Regions from separate parts of the Mus musculus genome. Here all the other regions are linked to region 5. Evidence: chromatin contacts called from public HiCAR-type, HiChIP or PLAC-seq and promoter capture Hi-C data. All regions are on one chromosome and are shown on one strand. Each heading gives the region's core, a stretch centred on a gene start, on an enhancer-like site or on the middle of the called end of the contact. The rest is flanking DNA. Distances are from core to core; before and after follow the strand shown. Region 1 overlaps Niban1 (niban apoptosis regulator 1). Region 2 holds the start of Rnf2 (ring finger protein 2). Region 3 holds the start of Lamc2 (laminin, gamma 2). Region 4 holds the start of Lamc1 (laminin, gamma 1). Region 5 holds the start of Tsen15 (tRNA splicing endonuclease subunit 15). Region 6 holds the start of Niban1 (niban apoptosis regulator 1). Region 7 holds the start of Trmt1l (tRNA methyltransferase 1 like).

Region 1 (2,700 bases), core at 55-2,554, 670 kb before region 5:
TGACTGCCCCTAGTGGTTCTGCCTCTGCTGTAACACCCGCTTCTAGTTGGCATTGCTGGTTACTACAGCCCTGCACAGAGGTCTGTGGCTGAATTGTCAGGCCCTGTTGTCTGTGCTGTGACTGTCTTTGTTCTTCCCCATGCCTTTGAGACTGAGGTAGGCGCATATAAATGCTCACCTCGAACATTCCAGGCCAAACAAGCTCTCTCAGCTGGATGCCTAGCCCTGAATACCCACTACCCCATCGGGACCACACTGCCAGGCAGAGCAAGGAAGGCCTGCACCTGTCCTATTGGAGTTTCAGACTAGCCACTTGTCTTAGTGGCTGGTGACACTCATGTATATGATACCCTTGGAGATTTTGAGCTCTTTAAAAGCAGAGGCTTTATTTTATTCTCTGCATCAGGGCTGGTCTCAGATTAGATGCCTAGCAAGTGTTTCTTGATTGAAGAAATTTTCAAATGAACGCTACCAAGATTCGGAGTCTGGAAAGTTTGCAGGTTTTGATCATCAGGAAAGGCTACCTGCAAGAGGGTGGACATAAGTTGGTTCTTGAAACTGGGAATTTGGGGAGCCAGAGGAGCCGATGGGGATGTCTGGCTTCTGGGTACCATAGGAAAATCCAGGCTTACTGGGCAGAGTGCTAATATGGTGTTTTGTTTTCTGGTCTCTCTCAGTGATAACGGAGGCAGCCATCTTGAAGAAACACAACTTATTTGAAGACAACATGGCCTTGCCCAGTGAAAGTGTGTCCAGCCTGACAGACCTCAAAACCGCCATGGGGTCAAACCAGGCCAGCCCAGCCAGAAGAGTATCTGCCATTCTCCCAGGAGCTCCAGATAATGAGCTCCCAAGTAATGAAGTGTTCCAGGAGCCAGAGGAAAAGAAGGAGCAGCCTGGGGTGCCTGGCTCACTGGCCATCTCTGCGTCCAGCTGTCCTTCAGGTGGGGATGGGCAGGTGTCTGTGGATCACTCTGCTGGGGGCCCTCTCACTGTAGAGAATACAGCAGGACCCCTCAGCTCACACTTGTCAGAGGTGGAAGCTGGGGGGACCCTTAAAGATGAGGAACCAACCTGCCAAAGTCCAGAGCCTAGCGCTGTGCCAGGGTCCCTGAAGGAACTGAAAAAGTTGTTGACTGTGACGGTGTCCGTAGAGTCTGCCCCGGTGGTTGAAAATGATATCCACAACGGGACACCTGTTCCCCAAGAGAATATAAAAGAAGAAGAAAGCAAGATCCACCCAGAAGCCAGCCACCCAGCTGCCATCCAGCAGGACAGCTGTGAAGAAAGGGAAGTCAGAGAGAAGGAGGCCCAGCCTTTGGAAGCTGAGGCTCCTGGGGTGGACTTGGGGATACTGCCAGAGGGTAGAGGCTCTACCTCTCAGTCCACCAGTGGGGGGCTCACTGAGAACACCAGCTGTCCAGGCCCCATAGAGGAGCCATTTGAGGCTCAAGAGCCAGCAGAGAAGGTGCTCCCAGCCATAGTTTCTACAGAGGACAGCCCCCAGGCAGGAGGTGAGGCTGAGCATTCGGTGACAGTCACACCTCAAGAAGATGCCACGTTAAGCTCTAACCCCATCTGTCCCATGGAGAGCAATGAGGTGGCCCAGGCTTCTGGGGATCAAGAAGTGCTGGGAGGGGAGGATAGCTCAGCCCTTGGTATGGATACAGAGCAAGTCAATGATACTCATGAGCATGCTTGTCAGTGGCTGGTGGAGGATACCCTGAGCACTGACATCCTAGCCGTACATGATTTTGATGTGAGCTCCCCAGAGCAGCCCTCAGAGGAGTGGTAGGAACAGTTTGCTAGCCGTTTTTCTTTTAAAACTGTCAGCAAGGGGGGTCTTAGTTATGGGGTATCCTTAGGGGGGTTGCATGTGACTTGCTATAAAAGTTATGAAATATTTCTTTGATTTGAATGGTGAAGCCAGAGGAAATGTCTAGCGGGTGTGAGCGCTGAGCTGTCTTTGAGGAGCTGAAGTGCTCCCTATGAATGATCGCTTTAGCATTTTAGTAGAAATGGGGTAGGAGAACTGGAGCCTTGGGGGTGAAAGGCAGTTCAAGGGGCTCCAGAGAGGGGCCAGTGTAGGAGCAGCAAATGACACCTCAATATTCTCTTCACCGAAACATGGTACACATTTCGAACTGCACTTGAAGGCATTCTAATCAAGCACGTGAAGGACTCCAGCCACACCACCCACTCAGTCGGCTTCACTGTCTCTTGTCCACAATCAGGCCACACGAAAGAGGAAGTTGGGAACCAGGCGTCCCTGTCCTGTAAAGTACCCAGAGCCACTCACGGCTCGTAGATCTCAGGTGATGCAGAGCAGAAATCCAAGGTGAAAGGTCTGTGCAGCATCTATCTAGACCTGTTCCTAATCCTGCTATCAATTCCTTGTTGGTTAATTTTGTTGGTTTATATTAATTAATCACCTTTTAAGGAAACTCAGATGGGGCAAGAGATTTCATTGGCACAAATTAGCCTTGGGCTGTACAAAGTGCTTGGCTAAATGTTCTAGCTCAAAACCTGCCAATTACACAGACATTATTTGAACAGCTACCGTATGCTCTGTTCGTCACAGTAATAAATAAGAGATCAGGTGCTTTGCTTCATATAAATTAAAAGGCTCGTGAAAATTTAGTCTAGAAGAAAAGAGTATTTATTCCAATTTTTAAGTTTTAAACCATGCTGGCTTTCACT
Region 2 (2,700 bases), core at 145-2,644, 890 kb before region 5:
GCTTTATTAAAATATTCAACAATTACAAATAATTAGATACCAATTCCACTAAGTACTCCAGTTGATTATCTCGAAACTATCAAAAAATAATTGAATGCAAATGACTTATGGTACTTTTAATTAAAATATGGCTTAAATTACTTGACACTATGCCTTCCTTTTTTTTTATTTCAAAAGAAATAACCGCATACCAAATACTTAAAAGCCTAGCTAAGCTTTTTCACACACCGTGTAGAAAGTCTGACATTTCCACAACAAGTCACAAGGCATACAAACTTCCGACAGCTTCTTTAAAAAGACACCCAACGGGGCTTCGGGGACATGAATCGGTAATCTGTTCCGGTGGGCAAAAGCAAAGAAAGGAACCTCAAAGTTTCCAAGACCGACCTTTTTTTTTTTTTTTTTTTTTAAACCAACAACAATATCTCTGCGAGTATGAAGGCGACTTCTGAAGCGAGGAAACGATTCTAACAAGGGCCGGGACTCGGGAGCCGACAGGCAGAGGGAGTGGACCAAGGATTTCGGCAAACACAGCCCGGGGTCAAAACGCGAAGCAGCTCGAACCCACGGAGTCGCCCCCTCCCCCAACACCGCCTCCAGGGTGAGCCCGTGGCTCGCGGAGGCGGCAACAGATACTCCGGGGCAGGCGGCGGCTCTCCAGGAATGTGGGGCCGAGAGGGGATCCCGAGCCCACCCCGGTGCCAGGTCCCAAAGGAGAGCTGTCGGCCCGGAGCGCCCCTCCCCGCCCCCACGGCGCCGACCTCCGGGCCCCGCGAGCAAGCCCAGGGCTAAGTTCTCCCAGCGCTCCGGTGCCGCCCTCGAGGCCCCGGCCGCCGTAAGCCCAGGGCCGCGCGGGTGCGCTTCCCCGAAGGGCTCCGGACGCTTCGCCAGCCCGGTGCTCACGGGCCGCGAACAATGAGCCCTCCCGGGCGGGCCGCGAGCGGCGGAGCGAACGGCCGGGGGCGGCGGCGCCATCGCCTCACGGCCCCTCGCGGCCGCGGACACACACACACACACACACCCCCAGCCCCGCCGCCGCTCGGGCCGCGGCCCGTTCCGGGTGCCCCTGCCCCAGCCCGCCGCCCTCGCAGACGTCGCCATCCCCCTCCCTGCCTAGCTCACCGGCTCCTGCCCCAGCCCGGGGGTGCGCTGGCAGTGGCCGGAGCGAGACTCGAGAATCAACCGCCGGCGCCGCCGCACAATATGGCGAGTCTCGGCTTCCGCAATGGAGCTCGGGAAATACAACAGGGGCCGCTCAATATTCATGAGAGACTGGGGAGGGGGGAGCCGGCTCGGCCGGAGCTGCGGGGAGGGCGGGAAGGAGCGAGCGAGCGAGCGAGCGAGCGAGGAGGCGGAGGCGCGGGACGCGGACGCGCACCGCGCGGGGAGGCCCCTGGCGTAGGGGAAGGGGCGTGCCTAGTGCAGGCCCGGACCGCCGGGCCACGCCCACACCCTGGCCCTGGCTCCGCCCCCGCCCGTGGCTACAGCTCGCCAGACGCCCCCAGCGCCGGCGCAGCCCCCAGCCAACGCCTGCTGACTTGGGCGTCTTCTTTCTGTCTGTTTCCCCCGTCCTGGAGCCTTTCTGGGCCTGTCTGAGCCCACAGGTTGCGCCTTCCCTCCCGCTGCTGAGGTTTCGATTTGGGCTTCCAGCCCCTGACTTCGTCCTCGTCCTCGTAGTCATCCCAGCCCAAGTAAATCCTCAGGGTTTCTGCTGCAGAACTTTCCGGACTTTGGATCTCTAAGGCATACAAAGCCAGCAAGATCTAAGGAAAGTGACCTTCAACTCTGGAAATAGGCGCTTGTTAGTACGTCCCTAATGATCTCCTTGCTACTCTTTATATCGACCTCCTTGACGCTTTCAGTGTTCTGAATTTGAAAATATAAGTAGCCATAGATAGTTGTCATTACCACCACCACTACCCAAAAAAATAGCCTGCAAGTTGTCACTCGGTAATTCCTGCATTTAACTTTTAAGTAACACGTAGGAAAAAAAGTTCCCTAACTTCAAAATGTTTCATTGGTCATGGTCTCTTGAAAGGATAATCAAGAATAGCAGATGATAAATGGGAAGGCACTTAATTTGCACTGCACTGAAATTGGGCGAGGTGGCTTATAGCTTCCAGTAACGTTATTATGGAATTCCTTTTCTGTGGCTTAAAATTTTCTTACTTATTGTATTATTCGGGGTTTTCTATAGAAACAACTAATAGAATGCATATATATTAAATATATTCAGCATATAGAGAGGGGGGATATTAAGTATATGCAATATAGAGAGAGGTGGGGTGGGTATTAGAGTGGCTTACAGGCTGTGGTCTAAGCCAACAGTACTGTCTCCAAACTACAAGGTGAAGAACCTAGTAGTTTTAAGCCCTTGGTGCTGGCTGTGTCAGCGGGTCGTTGGCCTATGTTGGAATCCAAAGAAGTGTTTTTTAATATCAGTAAAGTAATGTCTCAGCATCAGATCTTGCTGGCGAAAGCTTTCTACTCACCCCTTCCTTTTTTGTATGCTACCACAGAAGGTGTGGCAAAGAGTTCAGATGGGACTTCAAGGCTTGAATGATCCAATCAAGAAAACATTCACGAGTGTGCTCAGTTGTTTGGTGTTTTGTTAATCCCAGATGTGACCAACCAGGATTGGTGCTCACACTTACTGTCCACTCTAGCAATTTAAAAAGCCCAAGGTTAAACTTTTCCCGG
Region 3 (2,700 bases), core at 134-2,633, 800 kb after region 5:
TCCTTTTTGGTGACAATTATACATGATCGAGCATCATGGCTTCCGATCCCTGGCAGTGGTGACTGGAACACCATGGAGAGCAGGAAGCAACAGTAACTATGAATGTGAAAAGTTGGGTGATCAGAGGAAAGCGCTTCAGCTAAGAGACAGAGAAACCCCCGCACTAGGTGTCATCATAGTTGACAGGACACATACACACGAAAAACAGTCGCTAAGTTCTCGCAGATTTTGTTTATATGACCTTAACTCCTCAGGACATGACAGCCACCGGGTGCTCTCGGTAGGAGTAAATGTTACTTGAAGTTTGAGTCCAATAAATACCTGGGAGGCGAAACTGTTCTTAGAAGTAACACTTGCAGTTTCGGGTATTACTAAAACGCTTAAAGTTCACGCTCTATCTCAAAAATACAACATGGATAACAAGGGGATTATGGAAGTTCTGTTTTTAGTCTGTGTGGTGCTGCCGGGCATGGAAAAAGTCCCACCTAACTCCCACTGGTAAATTACAGGGACCGGACAGTTTAAAGACTAGCATGTTACTGATTGAACGGGTGTGGAGGGGTCCCCTGTTGCCAAAGAAAAGAAAGGGAGGGAATTGAAAGAGGAATGGCTTTAGGGCAAGGAAACCTTCAGCTGGCACAACCCATTAGCTTCGTGTTTTTAACTCCCTTGGCTTTATGGGAAAACTGTCACTTTAGAGCGCGACTGTACAGGAGCCCCAGGTAGGGAGGAGATAGGCTCTTTGCAGATCCTTGACCTGACCGAGTGTGGATCCTCGAGGTGAATTCAGCCACCAACACCGTGTGCAGGGAAGGGCAAGTTGGAGGCGCGGTGGGAGCACTCACCTTCCCTCCTGGAGGTGGCCTGGGCTGCGGGCAGCAGGAGCGCGACACCAAGGCAGCAGCTGAGCCAGAGCGCAGGCATGGCCGGGCCGCGCTCCGCCGCTGCGGGTGCCTGCCGGGCGCCGAGTCTTCGCTCTGCTGTGCCTTCCTTTTCCCTCGATCAGGTGTTTTATCGACTCTTCTCCCTGACTCAGTCCTGACAGGAAGAGAGCCGGTGTTTCGGGGCGTGACTCACCTGTGAACAAGGAGGACCCAACCCTCCGAGGCAGACAAACACTCAGCGCATGCCGAGCAGTAAACCCGCTCGCTGCGGCCCCGGGCTCCCCCCTCCGCAACCGGGGAGCACACCTGGCCCCGCCGAGGGCGTGGTACTGAGGCTGCGGTCCAGAGATCCTTCTGGAATGTGCCATATCCCCTCCCTCCACCCGCACCCCGCTACACACAGCCGTTCTCTCCCGGGGTGGTCCTGGGCAGAACTCAGGTTGTAGATATCAGCCACCCCTTCCTCAAAACCGGAGGGGGCGAGGGAGTCTCAAGGGCACAGACATCCATTCCAGTCACAGTTGGACGCCCCTTCCACTCTAGTCTAAAACACAGGCAAATTAACCAGGCTGAGGGGCCCAACAGGATCGATCCTCTTCACTCTCAGGGTAACTTTTATTCTGAGATACAGCACGTATACATACCTCTGATTTTACTCACTTCTAAGCACACACACACACACACACACACACACACACACACACACACACACCAGGGTGACCCAAAGGTTGCTCTCCTGGGTCTATCTACCCCCTTAACCTTGAACTAGCAAACTCATTAAGCAAACTCATTAAACTGTTACGAACTAGTTCACAGTTGATATTCAACAAGCCTTCTGCTCATAAGAGAAAAGGTTTCTTAGTCTTTTAACATCTCAGAGCATATTTTTCACGACATTCTCTCTGGCCCCGCTAGAAAATAACGTTAAGAGGGATAGTGCCAGCCAAGCCCGGTGTTAGCTGAAGTGAGTAACACCAAGTGGGGGAGGGGATGCAAATCTTGGCTTATCCCACACTGTCCTGGGAACTTCTCCTACAGTGAATAATGCAGAAGTGACTGTCAGAGAAGGCTCTTAAATCCTGCTATAGACTTAGGATTTACTAGTATTTATGTAGACACAACGTATCCATTACAACCAATAACCACTTCTTTTCCTCATGGTAAGGACAGCAGAGGCCCTAAATAAATACCTAGTCACTGACTAAATGAATGACTGTACCATAGATAGTTCCGTAGCTTAACACTCTAAGATAACTAACAACGTAATCCATACATATTGTCAAAGGGTGTGAGAACTCCCATTTCTAAGTGTGATAGTGACCAGTGTAGGCTGACCAGGAGAGATGTGGCTGGCTTTGTACAGAACATGGAGTCTGAACTAGATACCTAGTTCTAACCAGGAAGTAGACAAAGCATTGAAGAGCAACAGAGGCAAGATAGGGTACTGCAGACAAGCCGACATCTCTAAAATCTAGCGCAAAATGAGCAACAGAATGGATATTCTAATTTTCTTAACCTAGACTCAACTCTCTTCTGCTCTGTCCAAATAATGTGGAGATTCTTCTCACTCAGAATCAGTGCCCAGCTACTGCTAACACTTCAGTTCCTTGAGAGCAGGCATCTATAATTTTTTTCTTCCAGTAGCAGCTATGCGGTGGACAGAGAGAGAGGGGGAGAGGGAGAGGGAGAGGGAGAGGGAGAGGGAGAGGGAGAGGGAGAGGGAGAGGGAGAGGGAGAGGGAGAGGGAGAGGGAGAGGGAGAGGGAGAGGGAGAGAGAGAGAGAGAGGGAGCACACTTGTTTCTGAGTGCTATGATC
Region 4 (2,700 bases), core at 60-2,559, 950 kb after region 5:
ATTACAGAGAGTGTCTTCATTACCTTTCTGTTTTCTCCCAACTAGGATTAGCAGTGAAACAGCTCCTAATTAAGGCTGAACAGCTCTGAAGAACAGTAACTTTAAAAGTGAACTTCCACTTTAATTACACATAGAAATACCGGCGGCAAAGGCATTTGCTCCCCTCAAATTCCCCTATCAAAACTAAGAGCAATCATTCTCAACCCTGGAGACAGACAAACATTTTAAAGACAAGTGTTTGAAAGTGGACCTTCAAGACTCTAATGTAAGCATGCTATGTGATAGTCCTGTCCTGCCAGGATGAGTGTTTCATTAGCGCCTCAGGGTGCAAAAGGGGGTGGGGGGGTGTTGGTCCAAAATCCTAACTGCTGAAATAGAAAAGAATCAACGGAACGAGAATCCGGTTGGACTAGAAAGAGTAAGAAAAAAAGAGAGAGATGCTAGCGTGGGACATGGTGGCCCTCACCGGATGTTCAAAGCGAGATGAATTTTAGAAGTTGGAGAAAGGAATTTCTGTGTGTGGCCCACGCTGGAGAACAGACCGTCAGCACGCGGCTGGACAGGCCCCTCAGGCCGGACCAGCGGCTCCATGGATGCGGCCCCGGAGCTGGACCGTGAGCGAGTAGTGGGGACGGGGCTGTCATCGCTTACCCAGGTGCAGCGTGAGGTTGATGGAGTTGGGGTACTGCACCCCGGCCAGCATAGTCTGGCTTTGCCACCAGGTGGTGTCGGCCTGGTTGTTGTAGTCGGTCAGGAAGGCTGCCCCGTGTTGCAGGTGCTGCTGGCCGGCGTCGCACAGGTGACAGGACTTAGTGACTCCGGTCACCCCAGTCTGCACGCAGTACTCCTCGGGCGGAGTCCCACACGTGTTGGTAGCCACCACGGTCACATTGAAGGCGGCATTAACAAACTCCGGCATGCAGCGCTGCGGCCGCCCGCCCTCATCCGCGCACTCGTCCATGGCCGCCCGGACACAGCCCGCCACAGCCGCCAGCACAGCCAACAGCGGCCACAGCCGCCCCCGGGGCTGCAGGGCCAGCGCGGCCCGCCCGCCGCCCGTCATCCCGCTGCGCGCGGGCCCTCGGCAAAGGCTGGGGTGCCGCGCTGCACTCGCCTAGCGGCGTATCCCGAGGCCGATCCTCCGCTGCGGGCCGAGGCCGGGCTGTGGACCGGGCTGGAGGCCGAGAGCCGGACGCAGAGCCGATGGGTGGGCGTCCGAGCCAAGATCGCGCTGCCTCCGCTACCTCCCGGTGCGCAGCCTGCACTGTGCGCCGACCCCCGACTTCCGAGCGCGCACTCGAGAGCGCGCCCCAGGAGGAAGGAGAAGGGGGTGGGGTCTGCCCGGCGGGGTGGGATCTGGCGGTGGAGAAAACCCAAGGCCGGCCTCCTCGGCAGCTCACGCGGGCCAGGAGCTGCTCCCCGCCCTACGCGTCCTCCCCAGCGACTCCCGGCGGCGGCGGGGGCGGCCTGGAGGGCGGTGGGCCAGAGAAGCGAGATGGGAGGGGCGGGAGCCAGAGGACCGGGCGCGAGGTGGGCGGGGCGGTGGAGTAGGAGGGTGGGGTGCGAGGAGGGCGGGACCGGCAGCAAAAGGGAGGGGGGCGCGAGATGGAAGAGGCAAGGGGTCAAGTGGGAGGACTTCTGGATGGGCGTGACTAGAGGTGGGCTGGGCGAGGGGGTAAGAGGGAGGGGCCCAAGGTGGGCGGAGAGGGAGCGTGAGTGAGGGAAGGAGGGCGGGGCGTGGGGTGTGGGGTGCTGGGCAGTGCATGCTGGGAGGGTAGGGGCTTCGGTGGGTTGGGAACCCTCATCCAGGTCTTGTACCTTAGAGGATCTTGCCCTGGAGGGTATGAGGCTAAGAGGAGGTTCTTAAAGGGAGACGCAGGTGGGTGAGGTGGCCCGGAATCTGTGTTTTTGACTTCATGAGGACTTGGACCCTGGCCCAACCAGATGTCAGTCCTTACGGTATAGCTCAGCCACTACCTGACTCTGGAGCCTGAACACAGCGCAACGGTGCGGTGGCCTGCGTGACCTCGCCCTCCCCAGCCGTCCCGGGCATTGCCTCCTGTATCCCGGGGCAAGCCCTGCCCACGCTGAGGGGAGAGATCCCGAGGTGTCCAAGGGACTGGATCCCTGTGGAACACAGGGCTCGATCTCAGCTTCAGAGTCAATTTTGTGATTTCCTTGCTCTAAATTAAAATGTGACTGTCATTTAACCGGGCAAGGAAGGAAGTGAGAAGGCTGGGAATGGAATGACATTTTCCCCTGGATACGCAGACCTGCTTTGAAATTCTTCCACTCTGTTGTTTGTGTGTCCTAGCTTGCCTTTAAAAGACTCGAAATTATCTGGATTCTGACATCCTCCTCTTCGGACCTGCTGAGTCACAGAATATTGTCAGTGCCAGAATGACTCAGTTCCCAGAGCCCGAGCCAAAAGATCATGCGTTTTAGTCTCAGATCAGAACTACCTGCAGTGCTGATAGGACCAGCAGACAGGGGAAGGGAGGGTGCTGTAAAAATGAACCAGCTGAGAGCCGGGCTTGGCAGCACACTGTGCTAATCCCAACCCAAGATGCAAAGCAGACCAGCAAAGTGTAAGCTCCGGATCAGTAGTCTTTTTAAGATAATGATACTGATAGCTACAAGATGGCCCAGTGGGTAAAAGCACCTGCCACCAAGCTTGGTGACCTGAGTTCAATCTCCAGG
Region 5 (2,700 bases), core at 93-2,592:
GGGAAGTCTGAACTGGCCTCCATGTTCCTAGTCACTGTTGATGTCTTCTCTGTTTCTCTCTACATCCTCCCCTGTCGTTATGGTAACTAGTGACATTCCCACGCTATTGTTTATGGAGTCGATGATGGGAAATCAAAGAAAACACCAAGCATAGATGGGCGTGATGGCTCACACCTTTAATCCCAGCACTCGGGAGGCAGAGGCAGGCGGATTTCTGAGTTCTAGACCACCCTGGTCTACAAGGTGAGTTCCAGGACAGCCAGGGCTATACAGAGAAACCCTGTCTCGAAAAACCAAAACCAAAACAAACAAACAAAAACAAAAAATAAAAAAACCCACCAAGCTTCATGAAGTGCTGAAAGGTTCCTTTTTTAAGATTTGTATTTACAAATATTCGCTTTCCTTGATTGTTTTAACACACTTATCCGACTCAATAACTCTCAAAGGGGGGAGTTGCCATTTTATTAATGAACCAGTCCTGGAGGTCTCTGTACAGCCTTCATTCATTATCAGCAGACTGCTTGTGGCTTAACGGATACAAAGTTATCAATTTCCCAAGCAGAAGCAAGCAGAAGGTTATCCTTATTTTCCTTGAGGCCAACACAGAAAATACAATGTCAATAGTTCTCTGGCCTGTACAAGAACTTACTCAAGCTTTCCAAGAAAGAAGAAAAATTAGGATTCTGTCCCCATACAGAATCAAGATGCACACTTTGGGCCTAAGGCTAAGTGTAATACGACTGTGCCTAAATACATTATTTGCGGACTCCTAGATCTCAGCCGTAGTCCACAAACTGTTTCTGATCGGTTAGCTGTGGACTCAGCCCATCTCAGAAAGGACTACATAGTTAGGAAAACAGGTATTAATGGAGGGCTCATCAGCGGCCTCTGGGTTAAGAGTGGCCTTGGCAGCATGACAGGAATGGTGTTAATCTATACTATATAACTCATATAAACAAACAAAAATGACACTGCGGGCGACCAGTGGCCTTGCACTCGGGGGTCCCCCCCTACCCCACGCCGCGAGGCTGGCGTGCGTCCTCCGCCGAGACGCGGGCCGGAGAGGGAGCGCGGTGCCGAGGGCCGGGTCGGCGCCCTGCTGGCCTCGCGCCTCCTGACCTTAGGGTGTGTGCCCATCCAGGCGTCCTCCGGAGCCCATGTGTGGGCGCCGCCGCCATCGCGAACGGGAGCCGGGCCAGGCCCGCTACATCCCGGGGTAGGTTTGGAATCGCTGCGCTCCTCCATGCCGCCCGCGCAGAAAGCCGTGGTGCACCGCAAACCCCGCTCGGCCAGAAGCAGACGGTCCAGCGCGCGGGAGTTCCGCTTCCCGCCGCGCACACTGGGCGGAGAGTTGGCCGGGCCACGCCCTCTGACTAGGGACCGGCACCAGCGCGGATGAGCTCCGCCCCCTCCACCTTCCCTCTTCACCACCTCCAGTCTGGGCAGGTTGTAGGGTAGAGAAAGTTAACTAATAACCTGAATTCAGAATTCTTCAGCCCTTCATAAACCCGTGCTCTCTAGCTTGAGAAATGAAGGATTCTTAACCCGTCTTTGCCTTCAATTCCTGGGAGCAGAAAAAGACCCCATTCAATGCCCTGCTGTCGAAGTTTAAAATTAAAACACAGTTGTAAAGCAAGTCCATCTTTCAAGATTAGAAAAAAACATGAAGTGTTGAACGGGTACTGAGAACTAACGTAAACAAATGACTTAAAAAGCCAAAGATGTGACCCTTCAGACTGATGGGTAGGACATGGCAAGTGGGTTTGGATTTACCCTGAGTAAGAAAGGAGCCAGTGGAGGTTCCTGGTATTAAGAGGAGTGGTTACAAAGCCACTATATTAACCAAGACCAAAAAGGCTTCCAAAATTAAAAAAGTACCAGGCAAAAGAAAACTTGTGATTCAAAACGCAGTAGATTAAGAATCTTGTGTTGAACCAGGCAGTGGTGGCCCACGCCTTTAATCCCAGCACTTGGGAGGCAGAGGCAGGTGGATTTCTGAATTCGAGGCCAGCCTGGTCTACAGAGAGAGTTCCAGAACAGCCAGGGCTTCACAGAGAAATCCTGTCTCGAAAAACCAAAAAAAAAAAAAAAAAAAAAAAAAAAAGAATCTTGTGTTGAAACAAAACTTTGATGAGACCATTACATCCATCAGCAATGAAATACAACAAACCATATTTTTAATGGATGGAAATCTCAAGGGTCAAATCTCAAAAATGAAAATTTTTTTTAAAATCCAAATAGGTATTCTGTAGTTCAAGATTACAGTTTTGGAAATAAAGATTTCCAGTGGGTGATTTTTGACAACCAAAATGGAATTTGGGGGGAAGAGCAGGTGAAGTTGCAGATAGATCAAGAGAAATCACTACAGATGAACAAAGAGTGAGATGTTATTTTCATAAGTGTGAGGGTGGCAGGGGGCAAAGTGCCAGGCTTAGTGGTGAATGATCATGATCTCAGTATTCAGGAGGCTGAAATGGGAGGATTGTGATGTTGAGCCCAGCTGAGTCTACAGAGTGAGTTCTAGATCAGCCTGGACTATAGATCAAAACCTGTCACAGTAAACGAACACGCAGAGAATGAACAACGCCTTAAGGAGTTGCCCCATGTTAGTGAACTAATAGGAGAAGGAGGTAGAAAACACTGAAGAAATGATGGCCAATTTTTTTCACAATTTCAATGAAATAAATTTGCCATTACAAA
Region 6 (2,700 bases), core at 14-2,513, 820 kb before region 5:
ATGTAGCTCAAGCTGGCCTCCGACTCTCCATGTAGCCCACTCCTCCAGCGTTCGTTCGCCTCCCAGAGTGCAGGAATTGCAGATACGCACTGGCACACCTTGTTTGTGAGATGCTGAGGTGCAAACCCAGAGCTCCAGGAATGCTACTAGCAGCACTCTGTTCATGAGCCTGAAGATGTTAGCCTGTGAGAGTTGAATGAATGAGGCACCCAGAGAGGAAAACTGAGCAAGTGGTTCACCTTGGCATAGGGGAGCGAGCAGGGCAGGGGCTGGAACCTAGAGAGCAGAGACAGAAACGCTGGTAAATGAGAGGGGAAGCCCCCCACCCCTCAGGCTATAATAGACCCTTGGCTTTTCCTTTGAAGCCCGGAGCCGGGTTAGACTGTTGTGAGGCTTAATGTGAGAAACGAGGGCAGTGGAGATGGTAAGAATTCCCTGGACGTTGGACATATTTTGAAATTAGACTCGACAGGATTTTACTGATGATCTAGTGTACAGGGTGCGAGAGACTCGGTGTGTGAGCTGTGAGAAATATGTGTTAAAGTTCTGGTGAATTAACTTTAGAGGCAGCTGTGGAGAAGCCTTAAAGTCCTCTTTAGGCCTGGTTAAGTTGATAGGAATTGTAAAACTCCTGGCCACTAAGAACAGAAAGAAATCAGGATGACCCCTCTGCCCAGGGTGTTCTTGCCTGAGGCGGCCAAGCTGAAGAGATAGTGGCCTTGCATACGAGAAACCACGTGGTAAGAAGACTTGAAGGTTAAGGTGTCAGGACAGACTCCCTGGAGTCGTAGGCAGGTTCAGGGCTTACTTAGTGTGTGGAACCGGCCTTGGCTTCTCCCATTTCTCTCCCCTGCTTCCCCTTCAGTTCCCATCTCTCAAATCCAAGTGCTTGGTTACAAGAAGCTTTGACTCTCCAAGGTTCCCATACTTCCGTGCAAGGGAATTCCGGAGGTGGGGATGCGGATGGGAGTGGGGGATCTGTGGACAGGTGGCTGGAGAACAGGAAGGGGAAGGGCTCCTGACCTCCACCTGGTGGGACTGTAAATCTCCATCTGGGAGAAGTTACAGTCACATGGAAGAAGTCCGCTCTCTCCACTCCCTCCACGATGGGTCTGGGCTGTCCCCAAACTGGTGAAAAGTCAGTCTCGAGAAGGAGGAAAGTATTTTTACTATGGTTACTCCCTGGAGTTCCTAGGACAGCCCCCGGGGTTCCAGCGCAGCGAGGGCGGGAAGACAGCCCCCGGGCCAGCCCACACATCTTCCGAGGGCGCGGGCCTGGAGGAGGCGCCCGGGCCGGCGACGCCTCTCAAGGAAGTTGGCCCTTTAATTACAGAGCCAGTTCCCTGACACATCCACCTTCAGCGGCAAGCAGCAGGCGCAGTTGGTGTCAGTCCTCTGCCTCCCGTGCAGCACCGCGGCCATGGGCGGCTCAGCTTCCAGCCAGCTGGACGAGGGCAAGTGCGCCTACATCCGAGGTACGGCGGCCAGGGCGGCAGGGTGGCGCAGAGCCAGGGCTAGCCTGGTCACCTGCACGCTGATCTTCCGAGGGAGCACTGGCTAGCTGGTGCTACCGGCGGGCGTTGGGCTCCTAGACTTGCGCTCGCCTCCGGGAGCGGAGCCCCGGTGTCCTGTTTCAAGCACCCGCGACTCAGGTGGGGTAGAGAGTAGGGACGGGATGATGCAGGACACACGTGAGAGGCAGGTACTCCCAGGGTGGCTGGAGAGAACTTTGTTGGTGCCCCCTCGCACTCCACCCCTCCTGCCCCCGCCCTGTGCCCCTCCAGCCTCAGAATCTGTTCCTTCCCTGCTGGGGAGACATCTTTCTTGTTTGTACTTGGCTCTGAGTAATTTCCAAAGGTTAGAGGTTTACTGGGGTTATCCCCTCGAGTTTTGAGATTTCCTTAGTGGTAGTGGTGGGGAGTTCCTGGGCTATCAGAATTTCCCTCCGGGTCATATTGGCCTGGTTTTGTAAAGTGCAGCGCAGGCCACACCTTCTCCTGAACTTCACACCAATTGCAGGGCGATTTCATCAGAAGCAGAAAGGATGAAATCTTTACCTTTTCAGGTTGGATGGTTCCCTTCCTTCCCCTGAGAGGGAGGAAAACAAAAGGGGAAGCTCGGAGTGTTTTTGCAACAGTTGTTAAAGCTATAGATGGGGAGAAACATCTTTTTAGGAGATCTTGACCTACGGAGTGATTCAGTAAGAGAGAGACAGGCAGAAGAAACCAAAACTCGGTGGCACAGAAACTGCAGGAAATCCAGAGTTCTTATCTTTCGTTGTGTTTGGTTCTTACCCCACCCACCCTAATCTTGCCCTCAGCCACAGACATTCAGCTAGCTATGAATTTAGTGCCCCACTCCTGGCTTCCCAAGTACTTTGAAAAGTATGTATTAAAGGAGGGCTACTGATTTCTTTGAGTTAATTTTATATGCAGCCACTTTGCAGAATTTATCAGCTGTAGGAGTTCTCTGGTAGATTTTGGGGTCATTTATGTATATTATGATATCATCCAAAAATAGCGATACTTTGACTTCTTCCTTTCCGATTTGTATCCGCTTGATAATTTTTAGCTGTCTTATTGCTCTGGCTAGAACTTGCAGTACTATACTGAATAGATAGGGAGAGAGTGAGCAGCCTTTACTTTGTTATGCTTGCAAACTGGAGTCTAGCATGATTGTCCTCTTAGAGGCTCCAACCAG
Region 7 (2,700 bases), core at 176-2,675, 960 kb before region 5:
TTCCATCTGTCAAGTGGATGGCTGGGAACTGATAAGAGTCTTCCGCAAGAAAAGCAGGTGACCTAAACCACTGAACAATCTCTCTGGTCCTAGTTACCATTTCTACAGGTTGTAATAGGTGCTATTGTCTCACTTTTAATCGTTAAATAGTTAACTCCCCACATAGGAATCCTAGTCCAAAAGCGGTTAAAAGGCCTTCAGTCGTCTTGTGGGGCCAGGCTTCTGACCTTTAAGCTAAGGAGCTAAGCAAATACTTTACCACTGAGATAAGTACATTCGTAGCCCTTAAGGGCTTTAGAACTTGCAAAAGACTGGTGGGGACAAAGTTTACGTTAAACTGGGGAAGGAAAAACACCTTCAAACACTCCAACTAGGAAGGACAATGAGAGAGCAAAACTTCCAGACAGCATTTCAAAGTAACAAACAATCACACACCGTCTCCTATGGTTTCCCAACAGAGGAAAAAAACCTGAGAACCTCCCCTCTTGCCTTAAACGCTCAAGACAGTCCGAAGCAGGCAACCTGAAAGAAAGATCAATTTGGGTTGTTTTTGTTTTGTTTTTCCAGTCTGCTCCAGTGTGCTTATTAGAAATAAAGTGAAGAGAACAAATAAGACTTCGGTGATAAACAAGTCCAGGATATATATATTTATAAAACTTGAGGCGCAGAGGATTCCCTGGCCATATTCCTTAGAGAATCTGAAATGCATCAAAGTGATACATTTGTTAGTAAAAGCCTAAAAAAAAACAAAACAAAACAGGTCAAAACTGCAAAACAATCTCCTACAACCACACCGCGCCTATTCTGCTATCCTTAACCTAGAGGCAAAATTGAAAAAGTGAAGAGCGTCCGGGTCGCAAGTTGTGGGGGGGAAAGTTGTGGAGAGCGGAGTCAGGACTCTACCTCAGGGGGCTGACAGAAAAGTGCTTCTGGGATTCATAAACTGCCTCGGCCCACCCCCACACAAGCCGCCATCGGTCCCCCCACCGCCTCAGGTCCAGCTGGAGCAACCCGGCCACACACTCCACGAGCCGGCCGACCTCCGACCAGCCCCCGCAGTCGCCCGGCCCAGACCTCAGCTCGCGGGTCCCGAGCCCGACCGACGTCCGGGTACAGGAGGCCAGCAGTGAAAAGCTGTCGCCCAGAGAGATGTCCACGCGCCCGGAATACCCTAACTTACCTGAGTCCGCGGCAGCAGCAGCCACAGCGACAGTGGCGATTCCCCGGACCAGTCGGACACCCAAAGCGCCTTCCCAGAGCCCGCTGCACACTGGGAAATGTAGTTCTGTACTCGGACCCCCGCCAGGAGCCGAACGCTCCAGGCAATTCTAGAGTTCTCGGCGCTCTGTGTGTGTTTCCTCCAAGGACCGGAACTGAGCACCGCCCATGAGGCGCGATGCCTCCTGGGTGTTGTAGTCTTATTTCGGTTCGGTGGCGGCCAGTGATGCAGAGGACGTACCGAGGAAACGGAACTCTTTTTCCTCATTGGACACTGTCCGCCACACGCTTCTGCGCAGTCTGTGGTGGCGTCGTAACGCCTCGGGGAAGGGGAAGCCGGCGAAGGGTCGAACCGCTGCCTCTGGCTTTCAGTTTTTCTGCTGACAGGGTTGGGTCACTGGAGCTCCGCCGTTTGTCTGTGGCACGCGTACAGCCTTCCCAATTGCTTCCCCGCCCTTGGATCCAGCCCTGTGTGCATTAACGTCTATTAACCCACTCCGCCGCGAGTCCCCTCCGCGTCCCCTGGCTCGGAGGCCGTAACTATGGAGAATATGGCGGAGGAGGAGCTGCTACCCCAGGAGAAGGAGGAGGCCCAGGTCAGGGTCCCGACCCGGGCCCCGGATTCGGCTCCGGTCCCAGCTCCGGCCGCAGATACGGCTCTGGACTCGGCTCCGACGCCGGACTCGGATCCAGCCCCAGCCCTTGCCCCGGCCCCGGCTCCGGCCCTGTCCCCGTCCCTAGCCTCTGTCCCCGAGGAGGCTGAAAGCAGTAAGTGCAGACGGCCTGATCTCTCTGCCGCAGAGAAGCGAGAAACCATGCCTCGCTGGGGAATAGGGGAGGCCCTTCTCCAGGGTGTTTTTTTTAATGTGGAAAGGCAAATTTAGAAAAATGGGAGGAGGAGGAGGAACCAGAGCGGCAGGTAAGAGTAAAAGGAATACAGCATGGAAAGGGATACTTCTTCCATAAACCTCGAGGATATCATCCTGAAGGATATATGAAGGCCAGGCGTGAGGCAGAGAAAAATAAACAATGAAATTAGTGGCTGTGTCCGTTAGTGTCTTTAGTAGTTTCCATCTCAACCCAGTCTACAATAGTTTTAAAACTTTCCACTGTGTTACAGTAATGGAGGTACTAAGGTAGTAGTAGATCAAGATTGAGAAACTGAAAGCATTTTTCAGTCAGGACTTATACACACTGATGGATTTGTCTCATTGCTGGAGTATACTTTGCTCCCGAGAATAGAAACTCCGTCTCTTGTATCTGCCAAATACTAATTGAGCTTTGTACTTCATTCCAAAGGACAACGATCGTGAAAACGTATAGCCCATATTTTTATTTTCTGAATGTGTTTATACATGTTCCGAGTGGTGGTTTTTCGGTTCATATAAGAAACATAAGACTGATAATTATTAGCATTTTAAGGATCTTCTTAACATTTTGCACAGCGGGCCTAAAAAAAAAAAATTCAACGAGTTTTGTTTT

What was found. Promoter capture Hi-C pulls out the DNA fragments that hold promoters and counts their contacts. HiCAR-type assays count read pairs that join an accessible place to other places. HiChIP or PLAC-seq counts read pairs in DNA pulled down with a chosen protein or histone mark. Capture Hi-C pulls out chosen DNA fragments and counts their contacts.
Region 1: a contact with region 5 is called in a promoter capture Hi-C map of the 3T3-L1 cell line, with 3 times the contacts expected there. The contact joins the enhancer-like site here to the promoter of Tsen15 in region 5. A contact is called at or near these places in 3 of 39 promoter capture datasets (the 3T3-L1 cell line, the C10 cell line and pre-B cells), 3 of 484 Hi-C or Micro-C datasets (B cells, cortical neurons and palatal mesenchyme), 3 of 115 datasets of contacts at active chromatin or transcription factors (bone marrow-derived macrophages, embryonic limb bud and large pre-B cells) and 2 of 9 other capture datasets (liver and macrophages).
Region 2: a promoter capture Hi-C map of pre-B cells shows a contact between it and region 5, with 3 times the contacts expected there. The contact joins the promoter of Rnf2 here to the promoter of Tsen15 in region 5. A contact is called at or near these places in 16 of 39 promoter capture datasets (the 3T3-L1 cell line, 3T3-L1-derived adipocytes, the C10 cell line and 9 more), 2 of 484 Hi-C or Micro-C datasets (the HPC-7 cell line and palatal mesenchyme), 3 of 115 datasets of contacts at active chromatin or transcription factors (bone marrow-derived macrophages, large pre-B cells and pro-B cells) and 1 of 9 other capture datasets (macrophages).
Region 3: a promoter capture Hi-C map of hippocampal neurons shows a contact between it and region 5, with 2.4 times the contacts expected there. The contact joins the promoter of Lamc2 here to the promoter of Tsen15 in region 5. A contact is called at or near these places in 3 of 39 promoter capture datasets (cranial neural crest, frontonasal cranial neural crest and hippocampal neurons) and 1 of 115 datasets of contacts at active chromatin or transcription factors (bone marrow-derived macrophages).
Region 4: a contact with region 5 is called in an H3K4me3 HiChIP or PLAC-seq map of bone marrow-derived macrophages, with 5 times the contacts expected there. The contact joins the promoter of Lamc1 here to the promoter of Tsen15 in region 5.
Region 6: a promoter capture Hi-C map of adipose tissue shows a contact between it and region 5. The contact joins the promoter of Niban1 here to the promoter of Tsen15 in region 5. A contact is called at or near these places in 3 of 39 promoter capture datasets (the 3T3-L1 cell line, hippocampal neurons and pre-B cells), 1 of 484 Hi-C or Micro-C datasets (palatal mesenchyme), 1 of 115 datasets of contacts at active chromatin or transcription factors (memory CD8 T cells) and 2 of 9 other capture datasets (adipose tissue and liver).
Region 7: a contact with region 5 is called in a HiCAR-type map of astrocytes, with 2.9 times the contacts expected there. The contact joins the promoter of Trmt1l here to the promoter of Tsen15 in region 5. A contact is called at or near these places in 4 of 39 promoter capture datasets (the C10 cell line, embryonic stem cells, hematopoietic stem and progenitor cells and 1 more), 1 of 484 Hi-C or Micro-C datasets (B cells), 7 of 115 datasets of contacts at active chromatin or transcription factors (acute myeloid leukemia, astrocytes, embryonic stem cells and 3 more) and 2 of 9 other capture datasets (adipose tissue and liver).

The regions. Positions count from the first base shown.
Region 1 is chr1:151,716,552-151,719,251 of GRCm38.p6, forward strand. Niban1 (niban apoptosis regulator 1) reads left to right here. Exons shown (of 14, transcript NM_022018.3): 14 at 678-2,700. The coding sequence ends at 1,795. Among named protein-coding and RNA genes, the nearest start is that of Gm41969, 19 kb to the right of the region's middle. Within about 2 kb of position 1,305, at least 46 of the 459 cell types and tissues checked have an H3K27ac peak or open chromatin away from gene starts, as enhancers often do. A contact at or near this core is called in B cells, where this site is marked.
Region 2 is chr1:151,499,597-151,502,296 of GRCm38.p6, forward strand. It overlaps Rnf2 (ring finger protein 2), which reads right to left and starts at 1,395. Exons shown (of 7, transcript NM_011277.3): 1 at 1,123-1,395.
Region 3 is chr1:153,185,064-153,187,763 of GRCm38.p6, forward strand. Lamc2 (laminin, gamma 2) reads right to left here and starts at 1,384. Exons shown (of 24, transcript NM_008485.3): 1 at 1,191-1,384; 2 at 846-1,038. The coding sequence starts at 924.
Region 4 is chr1:153,331,477-153,334,176 of GRCm38.p6, forward strand. It overlaps Lamc1 (laminin, gamma 1), which reads right to left and starts at 1,310. Exons shown (of 28, transcript NM_010683.2): 1 at 652-1,310. The coding sequence starts at 1,063.
Region 5 is chr1:152,385,340-152,388,039 of GRCm38.p6, forward strand. Tsen15 (tRNA splicing endonuclease subunit 15) reads right to left here and starts at 1,343. Exons shown (of 5, transcript NM_025677.3): 1 at 1,120-1,343. The coding sequence starts at 1,245.
Region 6 is chr1:151,570,110-151,572,809 of GRCm38.p6, forward strand. Niban1 (niban apoptosis regulator 1) reads left to right here and starts at 1,264. Exons shown (of 14, transcript NM_022018.3): 1 at 1,264-1,475. The coding sequence starts at 1,421.
Region 7 is chr1:151,427,117-151,429,816 of GRCm38.p6, forward strand. Trmt1l (tRNA methyltransferase 1 like) reads left to right here and starts at 1,426. Exons shown (of 15, transcript NM_026876.4): 1 at 1,426-1,986. The coding sequence starts at 1,761. Swt1 (SWT1 RNA endoribonuclease homolog (S. cerevisiae)) reads right to left here and starts at 1,319. Exons shown (of 20, transcript NM_025819.4): 1 at 1,181-1,319.